Regions from separate parts of the Mus musculus genome. Here all the other regions are linked to region 4. The links are chromatin contacts, called in public HiChIP or PLAC-seq maps. All regions are on one chromosome and are shown on one strand. Each heading gives the region's core, a stretch centred on a gene start, on an enhancer-like site or on the middle of the called end of the contact. The rest is flanking DNA. Distances are from core to core; before and after follow the strand shown. Region 1 overlaps Enthd1 (ENTH domain containing 1). Region 2 overlaps Enthd1 (ENTH domain containing 1). Region 3 holds the start of Grap2 (GRB2-related adaptor protein 2). Region 4 overlaps Cacna1i (calcium channel, voltage-dependent, alpha 1I subunit).

Region 1 (2,700 bases), core at 113-2,612, 220 kb before region 4:
AGTGTGCGAGCAGCTCACTAGTATGTGGGTCCCAGGGATCAAACTTAGGTGTCAGACTTGGGCAAGAAGCACTCTACCTTCTGAACCCTCTCTCCTGCCCTGTGGTAACTTCCCAATAGTTTATTTTTAAATCTTTTGAAGAAAAATTTAAAATCCTACAGAATATTGATTCTGTAGAAGAAGATCCTCTAGATACATTTCATTGGAGTGGGACTAGACTTACTGACTGTGTAGTGTGGGTTAGAGTGACAGCTTCAGACTCATGGACGGAGAGGGTCTTCCCACAACTTCACATGCCCACTTGGCCTTCATGCTGTTGCTCAGTTGTATTTACTCTGTTCACTGCTGGGCTGCAGTACAGCCTTCCCAAAGTGGCCTGGAGTCTGAGCCTTGTCGTTACAGACCCAGGCTAGGGCCAACAGGCGACTTCACCTAGTTCCATGTGGTAAGACTGTGTTGTGCCTGCTTCTAGGTCCATATAAGTAGCTCTCAGTAGATCTATCCCAGAGAGCAGTGAGTGCAGACCCTCACCCCAAAGGGTGATCTCTGACACCTAAGTGGTTCAGGTCCTCGACACCAGATCAAGAGAGCTCAGCAGCCCTGTGGCTTGAGCCACACATGTGACTTTCTCCTTTGTATTTCTCTGTGGAGTTTTTTTTTTTTTTTTTAATCTTGTTTTTGAGGCTGGCAGTGCCTCAGAACTACCAGGTGTGTGGAGCAGAGCAGTGCTTTGAAGCATAGCTTTACTGTGCCAACACAACGGATGGGGTTTTGTCTTGTCTGTTTTTGTAGTGCTGTGGACGGAAGTCAGGACCTTGAGGATCCTAGGCAGGGGCTCCACGAGACACCCTTTCAGCCCCTGACTGAAAGAGGATTTTTTTTTTTAATAGAAATAACTTGGTCAGAGACTTTAGTTCAGTGCCTGTGGGTTGGGATTCTTTTGGGGGTCACATATCAGACATTCACATTGTGGTTCCTAACAATAGCAAATTTATAGTTATAAAGTGGCAACCAAGTGATCTCATGATTGGGGGCTACTACAGCATTAGCAACTGCATTGAAGGGTCACAGCTTTAGGAAGGTTGAGAATCACTGATGTAGCAGCTTCTCTCTTCCTGTCCCTGCCCTCTTTAGGCCTCTTAGAAGGTAGATTGGAGGGAAGATTAATAGGTAGATAACACGCTACTTACTATAGGCAACACACGATCTGAACTGAGGGAGATGGAGAGGAAGGATAGAGTTGGTGGGTTTGGTTGGTAGACCTGATATATGAATGGGGGAGGGGCATTGTATGTTCATATTGCCCATGTAGAATGGAAGTAAAATTCACTGCAACAGGAATGCAGTTAGAAGAGAGGATGTGGGTAGGACTGTTCAAGAGGGAGGCAGGCAGACTGTTAACATATCTTGAGTGTTATTGAAGACAGGCATATCTCTTAGCACACATATTCTTCTATAACAGACATTAATGCCCAGAACCTCTGAGTCTCTCCTTCTCCAGCATTTGGGAAACGTTCCTTGCCATGTGTCTCCATTTCACACACTGCTGAATGTCCTGGGGACAAGCAAGTAGAGTCCTCTCCTTTGTGGATGTTGGAGGAAAAGCCATCTATCAAGTGGGCAGCTTCAAACCGTGTCACGTCTCTAAGTGGCCAGGGCTGTGTACCCTCCTCACTAAGACTTATGTGACTGCACCCCACATTCATGTCCAGCATGTCACCCTTCCGTACTTTCTTTGGAAAACTCATTTTGGCTTGAAATCACCCTGTTAATACTTGCTGGGTGACTCACCCAGTGCATACATGCACTTGTCCCCTTTCCTTGCTGTGTCCTCAGTGCTCAGAACTCTCTCTTGCTCTCAGCTGCTCAAGGGATGATTCAATGGCTGCAGAAGCAGCTATGCTTGGACACCAGTCTCTTGCACAGCTGCTCTAGTGGTGCTCATCTCCAGTCTCTTACCTTGTGTTTGAGAGGGCCCAGGTTGGCCTTCTGCTTGGCCCTCCTTCTTTCTTGTTAGGTTTCAGACCCAGGACAAGGGGCTGAGGTGCACCTTTTACACATCAGAGCAGACCTGGCCTCCAGGTTTTCCCAGCATCCCTCAGTCCCTACCTAGCATAGTCCACCCCCAACCCTGAACTTTCCAGTCCAGGGGCTGAGCTGCCCTTCCCCCAGAGGCTATGTAACCCGGACATTTTGGTTTCTTCCTCTCTTCCTCCTCTTCTTCCCCCTTTCCTTTTCTCTGCATGGGCACTTTATCTTTTTCTCTTCCCCTCCCCTCTCTCCTTCCTTGCCCTCCCCAGAGCAGCTTCCCATAAGCCTGCATTTAATGTACTCTGATCTGGCTTGGATTGGCTCATTTCACCGGTGGAGAAATAACTTACCACATATTGATCTTGCTCCCATTCTACGTCTTTATTAATTTTTATGTGTTTTTATTAATATTTTTGTCACACTTTGTGATTCTCTCTTAAAAATATTTATTATCTTTACTGTATGTGTGTGGGTGTTTTGCCTGCATGATATATGTGCATCACGTGCATGCCTGGTGCTCACAGAAGCCAGAGAAGAGAGCTGGATCCCCTGGAGCTGGAGGGAATCATGGCTGTGAGCCACCACGTGGGTGCTGGGAACTGAACCTGGGGCCTCTGCAAGAGTCACTAGTACCCTTAGCTGCCAAGCCACCTCGAAGTCTCATGCTGT
Region 2 (2,768 bases), core at 52-2,551, 200 kb before region 4:
TTTACCAACTGAGCCATCTCTCTATCACCTGGGTGTTTTCTGAAAACTTAAAACAAAACAAGAAACAACCTAGCCTCAATTGTGTTGCCCAGGAAGGCCTCCGAGCTGGACCTGAGCGCTCCTCCTGCCCCAGCCTCCCTAAACTACAGTATATTCCACCATCCTGGTTCTGACGAGTACTTCAAAGTAATCGATACACCTTTGCTGACATCACCACCGAGAGGACCCTGCTGATCTACGGTGACAGCTGGGGGAGCAGTGGGGTGGTTTGGATGTGTGCGTTTACAGGGCATCTCAATGCCAGAGCCACAGTTGCGCTGATAGTGTCTTGTAGTCAGAGCTCGGTATCTCATCTAAGAGCTATCACGGGGCCCATCAGTTCTGCTTCGAGGTATTATCTGGGCTCTGCAGGCTCAGTGGGATCTCCATCTCTCCAGATAGTCTCTAGGGAGTTCCACAGCTGCAGTGCTGAGCAACTCAGCAACCAGTGAGTCCCTGGCATCACTTCCTGTCCCCTCTCCACACTTTCCTCAGAGGCTCCTTAGTCACAGCCCCATCCTCCATGGCTCATGGTTCCACAGCCTTAGTTGCTGGATTGTGATGGTGCCAGAGGGGCTTCATTTCTTCTGAGGAACCAAATGTGTGCACTCACCTCTTCCTTAACTTGTGGGAGTCTAGAGCACATGTTGCTTAGTCATGAAGTCTGATGAGGCACACTCACACTCACTTCCAGTATTGTGCGATCTGATATCGAGGGAGGAAGACCACGAATGTCTGTGGGCTTTCTGCAGCTTGACTGCCGTTCTTCATGCCCACAGGTAGCCTCGTAGTATTTTAACCAGCGTGCTGCCTCATTTTAACTTGATCTGGCCTAGAATCACCTAGGAAGAGTCTCGGTGAGGAATTTTCTAGATCAGGGTGGCCAATGGGCCTGTCTGTGAAGGACTGTCTGTCTTCATTGTTAATTGAGGTGGGCAGACCCACCCTTAATGTGGATGGGGCCATGGCCTGAATCGGGTTCTGAGCTGTGTGAGAGTGGAAAAAGCTCACTGTGCACAGGCAAGCAAGCCAGCCAGCAGCACAAGAGACTTCATTTCTCTGCTCTCCACTATGGCTGGGCTGTGACTAGCTGCTGCAGTTTCTGCCTTGTAAGCCAAATAACCCTTTCTTGTCTCTCCTCTCCCCCGCAGCCCCCCTCCCTCGGTCGCAGCAACAGAAGTGAAATGTGATTCTGGGCCAGAACACATCCGTGCTGCGTGCTGCTCTCATGAGTTCCTCAGAAGGGAATTAATCTACCCCCGTGCTGTCTGTCAAGCCCGACCCATGGCATTTCAGAGATAATTCTACTGCTGAGTACTGAAGGAGCAGTTACAGTTTCTGATTAAACCTCAGGAAAGCAGATAGATGACAGAAGTCCCGAGTCCCCGCTGTTTGCCAGGATTAATTAGAAAATCTCTAAGTCAGAAATAAGTCCGTTTTAATTACTCATTTTCATGTAAGTTTACAACAAAATGGAAAACTACAAACATACATGAAAGGTTCTCATTACCTCTTCAGGATCTGGCACCTACTGTCCCTGTGCCTCTGCCAGAAATGATTTCTGTCCTGTTTATTGGGATTCGCACCACCCGTCAAAGCCCCTGGTGTTATAGTTAGTTCTTTCCCAGAAGCCTGTCTGTTCGAGGAGCTTAACTTCCTACCAGGCCCTGGGCTTGTTGAAGGGAGAGCCCGTCTCATGCCGACCTATTGCTTCTAAGACATTTTCATGTATAATGTTAGACTTATGAACTTCTTCACAAAGTTTTGGGTTAAAATGTGGAATTTTATAAGAGGGAATAAACATAAAGTCTAGTATGTTATAAATATTATAAATATAGACATAAAAAGAAAACAAATCTGGCATGGTGGTACATACCAGTAATCCCAGCTACTTAGGAGGCTGAGGTAAGGCTATCATGAGTTCAAGGTCAGCCTGAAGTACATAGTAGGACTCCCAAAATAGAGAGTCCTTGCCTAGCATTCATATAATATCTGGTTCAATTCCCCATTACTGGAAAAAAAAAAGAAGAGAAGAAGAAAATGATACCACATGTATGTTCTCAGTGATTTTTATTTTTAATTAAGTGTGTCTCTGTTTGTGTGTGTCTCTGTGTGGGTTTGTGCGCATGAGTGAGAGCTCGTGGGACTTACAAGAGGGCATCAGATGCCCCTGGAGCTGGGGTTACAGCTGATTTCAGATGTGTGTCACCTGATGTGGGTGCTGGCAACCAAGTTCAGTTCTTCAGCAGTAGCAGTGCATGCTCTGGCCACTGACCACACCCACCTCTCTCACATCTTAAGGGGCATAAGTACCATTAGAATTGAGACTTGCAGCACATCACTGGAGGGAAACATAGGGTCCTTATCTATGGAAACTGTCATTCCTTTCTCTTGCTAAGGTCGGATTTGGTTTCACATCTCTCACAGAGTCTTACCTTTATATGTAGTGTTTGCATGTGTGAAAGTCTCCTCAAAATATCAAATATGTGCAAAAAGTGTGCTTTGGAAGAAGAATCCCACTGTAGAGCCCAGGCTGACTTCATACTTAACCGTCCCTCTGTCCCCAGTGCTGGGCTTACACACATGCAGCCTCTGTGCCAGGCTGGACTGACTTCCAGCACACAGCCTATCAAAGCCCTTGGATTCATATATTCTTAGAAGTACTTATCACACATAAAGAATCCAACGTAACTGGAAACACATGCTTTTATGAGCTAAGCACAGCCATT
Region 3 (2,752 bases), core at 202-2,701, 250 kb before region 4:
TACAGTTTACTATGTGGGAGACTCTCTGGGGTTGAGTTTAATAGGGTAGTTTTCTTCAGTGATGTGGGGCTGCCTCCTTTTACAGAAAACCAGAACACAAACACAAAAAAATTCTTAAAAAGGGAATAAGTTAGAAGTTTTTTAAAAACTTGGCATCGAAATATACTACTTGCAGGAGGATCTCTGTGAGTTCGAGGCCAGCCTATGCTACACAGACAGGGCAGACAGGGCTACACAGAGAAACCCTGCCTTGGTGGGGGGGTGGGGGGGGGGAGAGGGAGACACTACTTAATAGTGGCTGCTTCTTTCAAGAGGGCCTCTCTAAAATTATACTATGAATATCAAGCTTTGTAGGCCATGTTGATTCACTAAAAGAGACCAGGTTAAACTAAACGTTCTTTCTGAAATCAAAAATGAAGAAGAAAAAAAAAGGGACCCTATAACAAATTAGCAGTTTATAATAAATGGACCCATATGCAAGGCTCTTCCACTGAAGTTTCTCACCCTCCAACAATGTGTGCTCATCACTGCCTTATCCCTGCGGTGGTTTGGAGACCAAGTAGCCCCCCTTAGTCTATCTCTGGATGAGTACTTCTAATGATATACAAAGTGTTCCATATGCCTTATTAACAAGGCTGCACTTGAGGTTAAGTGGATGCAGTCATGGTTAAGTCAGTGAAAACCTGGTCTTTGCATTCCTTTCTCAGGTTCTGAAACAGATGGGGACAAGAGCAGAAACCAGAGATGGTCTTTAAAGATGCCACACAACTATTAATAAAGAGACAAAGATAGACAACACCCTCTCCTCATGTCTTCCCACGGGAAGTTTTCTCTTATTAAAGGAACTCAGACCAGTGTTCTTCGTAAAGAGAGCAAATGCCGCCAGAACTAGCAGTTTGGAGTTGGTGAAAAAATTGAGCAAGTCCTCAGAGTCTGGGCTCAATTCCCTACCACCTGCCACTCCCCGACTTCACTATTGAAGGGGGATTTTTTTTTCCCCCTCTGGGACCTCAACATCCAAGGTCTTTCCCAGAGATCGCTCTGAAGCCAGTTAGTAGAACTGCCGTTTTTTCCCCCATGGGCCCAGTAAAGACCAAGTTTTCTCTAGTTCGTTTGACAGAAGTTGAATCCAATCCCTACTAACGTAAGCCAACTAGATAAGAAGCCTAGGCTGATGGCTGAAGTATTGCCAGCAAAGTTCAGAAAACCAGTAGGACTAGCTTTCATTAGATTTGGCTTACAGAGAACAGAATCTTAAAAGCGCTCAAGGTTTCCAGAGGGCGTGCACCCACGACGCATGACTTACCTTTGGGACGCGAAGAGGTTGAGTTGAGCGTGTATCTCGGCTTTGACAACGAGTTATTAGAATTGCCTTTTGCCAGTGGGAAGATGCATTCAAATGTCAAGTTTACCGCGCCGCCTCAGCCTACAGGTCTGCCTTGTGCTGGTTTCTGAGCACCACACTGAAGCAGGTCGCAAGCCCCAGATCCATCAATACAGCTTCCTCCTCCCTGCCCCTTGCCCTCCTCCAAGCTCCCCCCCAGCCAGTCTGCAGGCAAACCACACAGGAACTAGCAGACACCCTGCTGCGCAGAGCTGGGCGTGAGCCTCAGATTATGTGGTTTTGTTTTCTAGCTGCTAGAGTTGAACCAAAACGCAGGAGGTTCACCGAAACATGCCTGCTCCTATTCGTTTCAGTTTTAACAAAACCCGCCTGCCCCCAACGCTCACATACACATACGAAAACTTCTGAAAACACGCCTGCCCCCAACGCTCACATTCACACAAGAAAACTTCTGAGTTTGGATATGATCCGGTAACAAGCTGCTGCTGGCCTCAAGGAAAAAGCCTGTTTTCACATCATTCCATCCGGAGAAATGCAAAGGCCACTGGGAAAAAGTTAAAGTCTTCCCTGGTCAATCATGATGTTAAAATCTCAGAGAAACCGCTTGCTAAGTGTAGCCAACCCATTTACATAACTCTTAGCTTGTGATACAAATCTTGACCCAAGAGAGAAGGAAGAAAACAGTGGGAGGCTCTCTAAGCCAGGAGTTCTGTTAGTGACACAGACACACGACACAGACACACACTATGGGGGTTAACTAGCCGATAAGCCAGGGGTTCTAAGTCCAGGCTTGCTATGGTCAAGAGTGCAGATCTTTCCTTGGACCCGTGGGACTTCACGTTCTCTTGAGCAAGCTGGACCCAAGGCTCTCTGACAATTTAAGAATCATCATCTCCCTCAACTTCCCCAGTTCTCACCTCCATATTTCTAACTCTCCCTGCCCCCACACCACCTGCAGCCCGTTGAAGTCTCTCTTCCTTTCTCTTTGTTCTTGTATCTCTTGCACAAAAAGGAGACGCATTTCAACTGGCTAAGCAAGGCCTTTAGAGTTTGGAGGCTGGATCCAAGGAGAAGAGGGACATTTCGGGATACCTCCGGCATGAATCTCTGCATAGTTTTTTCCCCATTTGATTCAATTTGAAGTTCTAAGAGTATAACTTAGACTTCATTCCTGACTTCTGAGGCGGTATCTCATTGCTTCTTTAAATGATAAACTTTACTAAAAAGTTATTTTATTTTAGTTTTTGGTTTGCAAGATAGAGTTTCCCGGAACTTGCTCTGTAGACCAGGCTGGCCTCAAACTCAGAGATGTACCTGCACTACCTCTGAGTGCTGAGATTAAAGGAGTGTACTACCACCACTGGGCTTGAAGATTTATATTTTAAAAACCCTTTTCTCATTATAATC
Region 4 (2,700 bases), core at 171-2,670:
CAGCTAAGAAAACAAGACCAGAGAAGCCAAGTCACTTGCCCTGGGTCACACAGCAACTCTGTGCCAGGATTAAAATGAAACTCAGGTCCGGCTCCCAGGGACAGGCATCAAATATTCTACTTCTGTAAAATGGATACGTCCCCAGAGCCCTACTCTGTGGTACCTCACACCGTGCCTACAACCACGCAGATGCCACATCAGGGCCCACGAGTCCACAAGGGAGGAGGTATCAGGGAGCAGAGGCTGGCTGCGGGCAGAGAAATGTAGCCACTGCCTTCGCTGTGTGAATGGGATGGGGTGAGGAGCCTCAGCTGGGAAAACAAAGATGACAGGAGGGGCAATTCTTCAGAAGAGCTGAGGGGCTGAGCTACAGTAGAGCCCTGAGCTTGGAAGAGGACACCCGGCTGGGAGGGAGGGGACGACTGAGAGGCTCACCTGCAGGATCTTGCAGCGGTCTGAGAGGCACTCCATATCGTCACATGGCTGGTACATGCCCAGGGTCACACAGTTCAGCAGGATGACCAGCATGCTCACACACTCGAACCACGTACACCAAGTCAAGGAAGAACTGGTGGTGGAAGCGCGGCCTGGGGCGCCACACTCCTGAATGTGACACCCCAGGAACAGACATGCAGACCGTTTCTGCCCCCCACCCCCAACTCCACCCCCACCCCTGTGGACCTCTCAGTGACCCAGGTCCAAGCTTTCAGAGACAGTGCAGCTGGCCCGCCACACAGGTGCAACCCATGCCACACCCTGCAGGGAACCGAAACCAAATCAAACCACTGAAGCATCCACTGCAGGATGCCTCCAGGTCCCACCCAGGAAGGAGTGGCCCCCAGAAAGGGTCCCCAGACTCAACAGCTCTGATGCCGGCCTTCTCTTCTCCCTCTCCCATCCCTCTGCGGTGGCTTCATGCTTCCCATCCAAGGAATGGGTCTGCACTTCTGAGGCATCCCTGGACATGTTCTCCTGATCTGCCTATCTCTGTGGGGCTGAAGCTCACAGTCACCCTCTGACCGCTGCTCCCAAATCAGCCCAACCCAGAGACCTGGCTTCCCGGGTTCTGCCCCAGCAGAATCCTGCAGCCTGGAGCCAGGGCATCTAGAGATCAGCCCTTCAGGTCAGCCACAGGCCACCAGCAGGATAAGGGGATCCTACAGCCCAGAGAGAAGAGAACTGCCTGCTCATATCCCCCAAATGGCCTCTCCTCTTATACACAAGTCCTCGGGGCTAAGGAGATCTGTGCCCCCCCCCCAAAAAGTGCATCATGGTGAAGAAAAAAAAAAAAGTGAAACCACACAACAGCATAAATGACTGAGGTCAGACTCAGGGGTGAACTGCCAGATGAAGGAGCCTGTCTGATGACTCACTCTCTTCTAGTAGTTTCTCATCTACCAGGAAGCAGACTGACAACCCCTGCCACCAGCTGTACCCACATTCCTGTCCCTGACTCCAGCATTTAGCATCTGGGTACAGAGCTGCTATGTGCTGTCAGAGCAGCCAGCAGTGCCAGAGACCAGGGCCTGCCTGTGAACTCAATTCCCTGCGGTGAGTGGCTCTGGGGTCTCAAGCAAGTTCACAGCAGCTCCTCACTGGAGCTAAGGGGCACCTCACAGGTCCACAGAGGCTGTCCCGACCCCTCTTCTCAGAGTGCCTGCTGTGGCTCCCAGCTTCTCCTGGCTTAAAATCAGAAGCCCTCCACAAAGCTGGCCAGCACGACCTACCCTCTTCTCCTTCCCCCGACTGCCTCCCTCCCAGCCCGTGGTGGCCTGCTTTTCCTGTCTGGTCTCAGGCCATTCAGCCCCACAAGCTCCTCCCCCAGCAGCCCTCCAGCCTGACTCTCTCCCATCTAACGCTCATCCTCTCTGCCCACTTTTGAGCAGAGTCTGGGTCCCTGGGATCTACAAGCACTCAACTCCAACCAGAACAGCATGGAGATGCTCAACCAAGACTTGCCGAGTGAATACATGAGTTTATCTCAAGCTCCCCCCACCCCACCCCCCAGCCACACCAGTTCAACCCCAGCTCGGTGAAGCCACACCAGCCCACCACAGCCAGATGCCAACCACAGTGGACTGGGCCCCTCCTGCCTGCTAAGAGAACTGACCTAGTTTCCATGGCAACAGCCCCCTCTGCTCTCCAGACCCTGCTCACCTTGAAAGCTGACTTCCATGGCCTCTGTCCCTGCCCTGCTCCTTCCTGTCCCTGGCCTGGCTGCCACTCTCCCGCCATAGCCTGTAATTAATTTCAGTCGCTGCCAGGCCCCCTTTGAGCCCTAGCCTTGCTCCAGCAGTAGCTGTGTCATTAATTAACTTTTTTGAAGTTCAAACGTTCTAATTACCAGCGAGCATCCCCGTTCCCCTTGATTCCCTCCCCCCCTTCCCCCATTCATTACCTCCCTCTCATAGCCCAGTTTCTGCTGCCTCTGTCCTTCCTGGAGACCCAGGCCCAAGTGCACCTGATGGGCCCATTCACAGGTGGGGAAAGTCAAGACCCCTCTTTAGATCACGTGGCTGGGTTTTGTCTACATCAGACCTGCTGGGTTCCTCGGCCAGTGTCCCCTCCCGGCCCTTGGTCCTGTGTCTGCAATACTGCCCCTGCCTCCCTGGGGCTGCAGCTCTGGCTCCTGACTCTCCAGTGGGCCCTGTGTGATGTCAGCACTGAGTCCTCAGACTCCTTGATAAAACTAAATTCGAT

Evidence for each region. HiChIP or PLAC-seq counts read pairs in DNA pulled down with a chosen protein or histone mark.
Region 1: a contact with region 4 is called in an H3K27ac HiChIP or PLAC-seq map of T-cell acute lymphoblastic leukemia, with 3 times the contacts expected there. The contact joins two enhancer-like sites. A contact is called at or near these places in 2 of 484 Hi-C or Micro-C datasets (bone marrow-derived macrophages and nephron progenitors) and 3 of 115 datasets of contacts at active chromatin or transcription factors (T-cell acute lymphoblastic leukemia, embryonic basal ganglia and large pre-B cells).
Region 2: an H3K27ac HiChIP or PLAC-seq map of T-cell acute lymphoblastic leukemia shows a contact between it and region 4, with 4 times the contacts expected there. The contact joins two enhancer-like sites. A contact is called at or near these places in 1 of 15 datasets of contacts at CTCF or cohesin (large pre-B cells), 1 of 484 Hi-C or Micro-C datasets (nephron progenitors) and 3 of 115 datasets of contacts at active chromatin or transcription factors (T-cell acute lymphoblastic leukemia, embryonic basal ganglia and large pre-B cells).
Region 3: a BATF HiChIP or PLAC-seq map of CD8 T cells shows a contact between it and region 4, with 6 read pairs. The contact joins the promoter of Grap2 here to the enhancer-like site in region 4. A contact is called at or near these places in 13 of 39 promoter capture datasets (the C10 cell line, the HPC-7 cell line, HPC-7-derived erythroid cells and 9 more), 3 of 484 Hi-C or Micro-C datasets (embryonic fibroblasts, embryonic stem cells and neural progenitor cells), 9 of 115 datasets of contacts at active chromatin or transcription factors (the 230-238 cell line, CD8 T cells, the SCID.adh cell line and 5 more) and 5 of 9 other capture datasets (adipose tissue, embryonic stem cells, liver and 2 more).

The regions. Positions count from the first base shown.
Region 1 is chr15:80,536,848-80,539,547 of GRCm38.p6, reverse strand. The region is part of intron 1 of Enthd1 (ENTH domain containing 1); the gene reads left to right. Among named protein-coding and RNA genes, the nearest start is that of Enthd1, 22 kb to the left of the region's middle. Within about 2 kb of position 1,362, at least 47 of the 459 cell types and tissues checked have an H3K27ac peak or open chromatin away from gene starts, as enhancers often do. A contact at or near this core is called in T-cell acute lymphoblastic leukemia, where this site is marked.
Region 2 is chr15:80,516,679-80,519,446 of GRCm38.p6, reverse strand. All of the region lies in intron 2 of Enthd1 (ENTH domain containing 1), which reads left to right. Among named protein-coding and RNA genes, the nearest start is that of Enthd1, 42 kb to the left of the region's middle. Within about 2 kb of position 1,301, at least 73 of the 459 cell types and tissues checked have an H3K27ac peak or open chromatin away from gene starts, as enhancers often do. A contact at or near this core is called in T-cell acute lymphoblastic leukemia, where this site is marked.
Region 3 is chr15:80,571,296-80,574,047 of GRCm38.p6, reverse strand. Grap2 (GRB2-related adaptor protein 2) reads right to left here and starts at 1,451. Exons shown (of 8, transcript NM_001289442.1): 1 at 1,307-1,451.
Region 4 is chr15:80,318,206-80,320,905 of GRCm38.p6, reverse strand. Cacna1i (calcium channel, voltage-dependent, alpha 1I subunit) reads right to left here. Exons shown (of 37, transcript NM_001044308.2): 3 at 436-547. Among named protein-coding and RNA genes, the nearest start is that of Gm31319, 30 kb to the right of the region's middle. Within about 2 kb of position 1,420, at least 53 of the 459 cell types and tissues checked have an H3K27ac peak or open chromatin away from gene starts, as enhancers often do. A contact at or near this core is called in CD8 T cells, the SCID.adh cell line, T-cell acute lymphoblastic leukemia and 1 more, where this site is marked.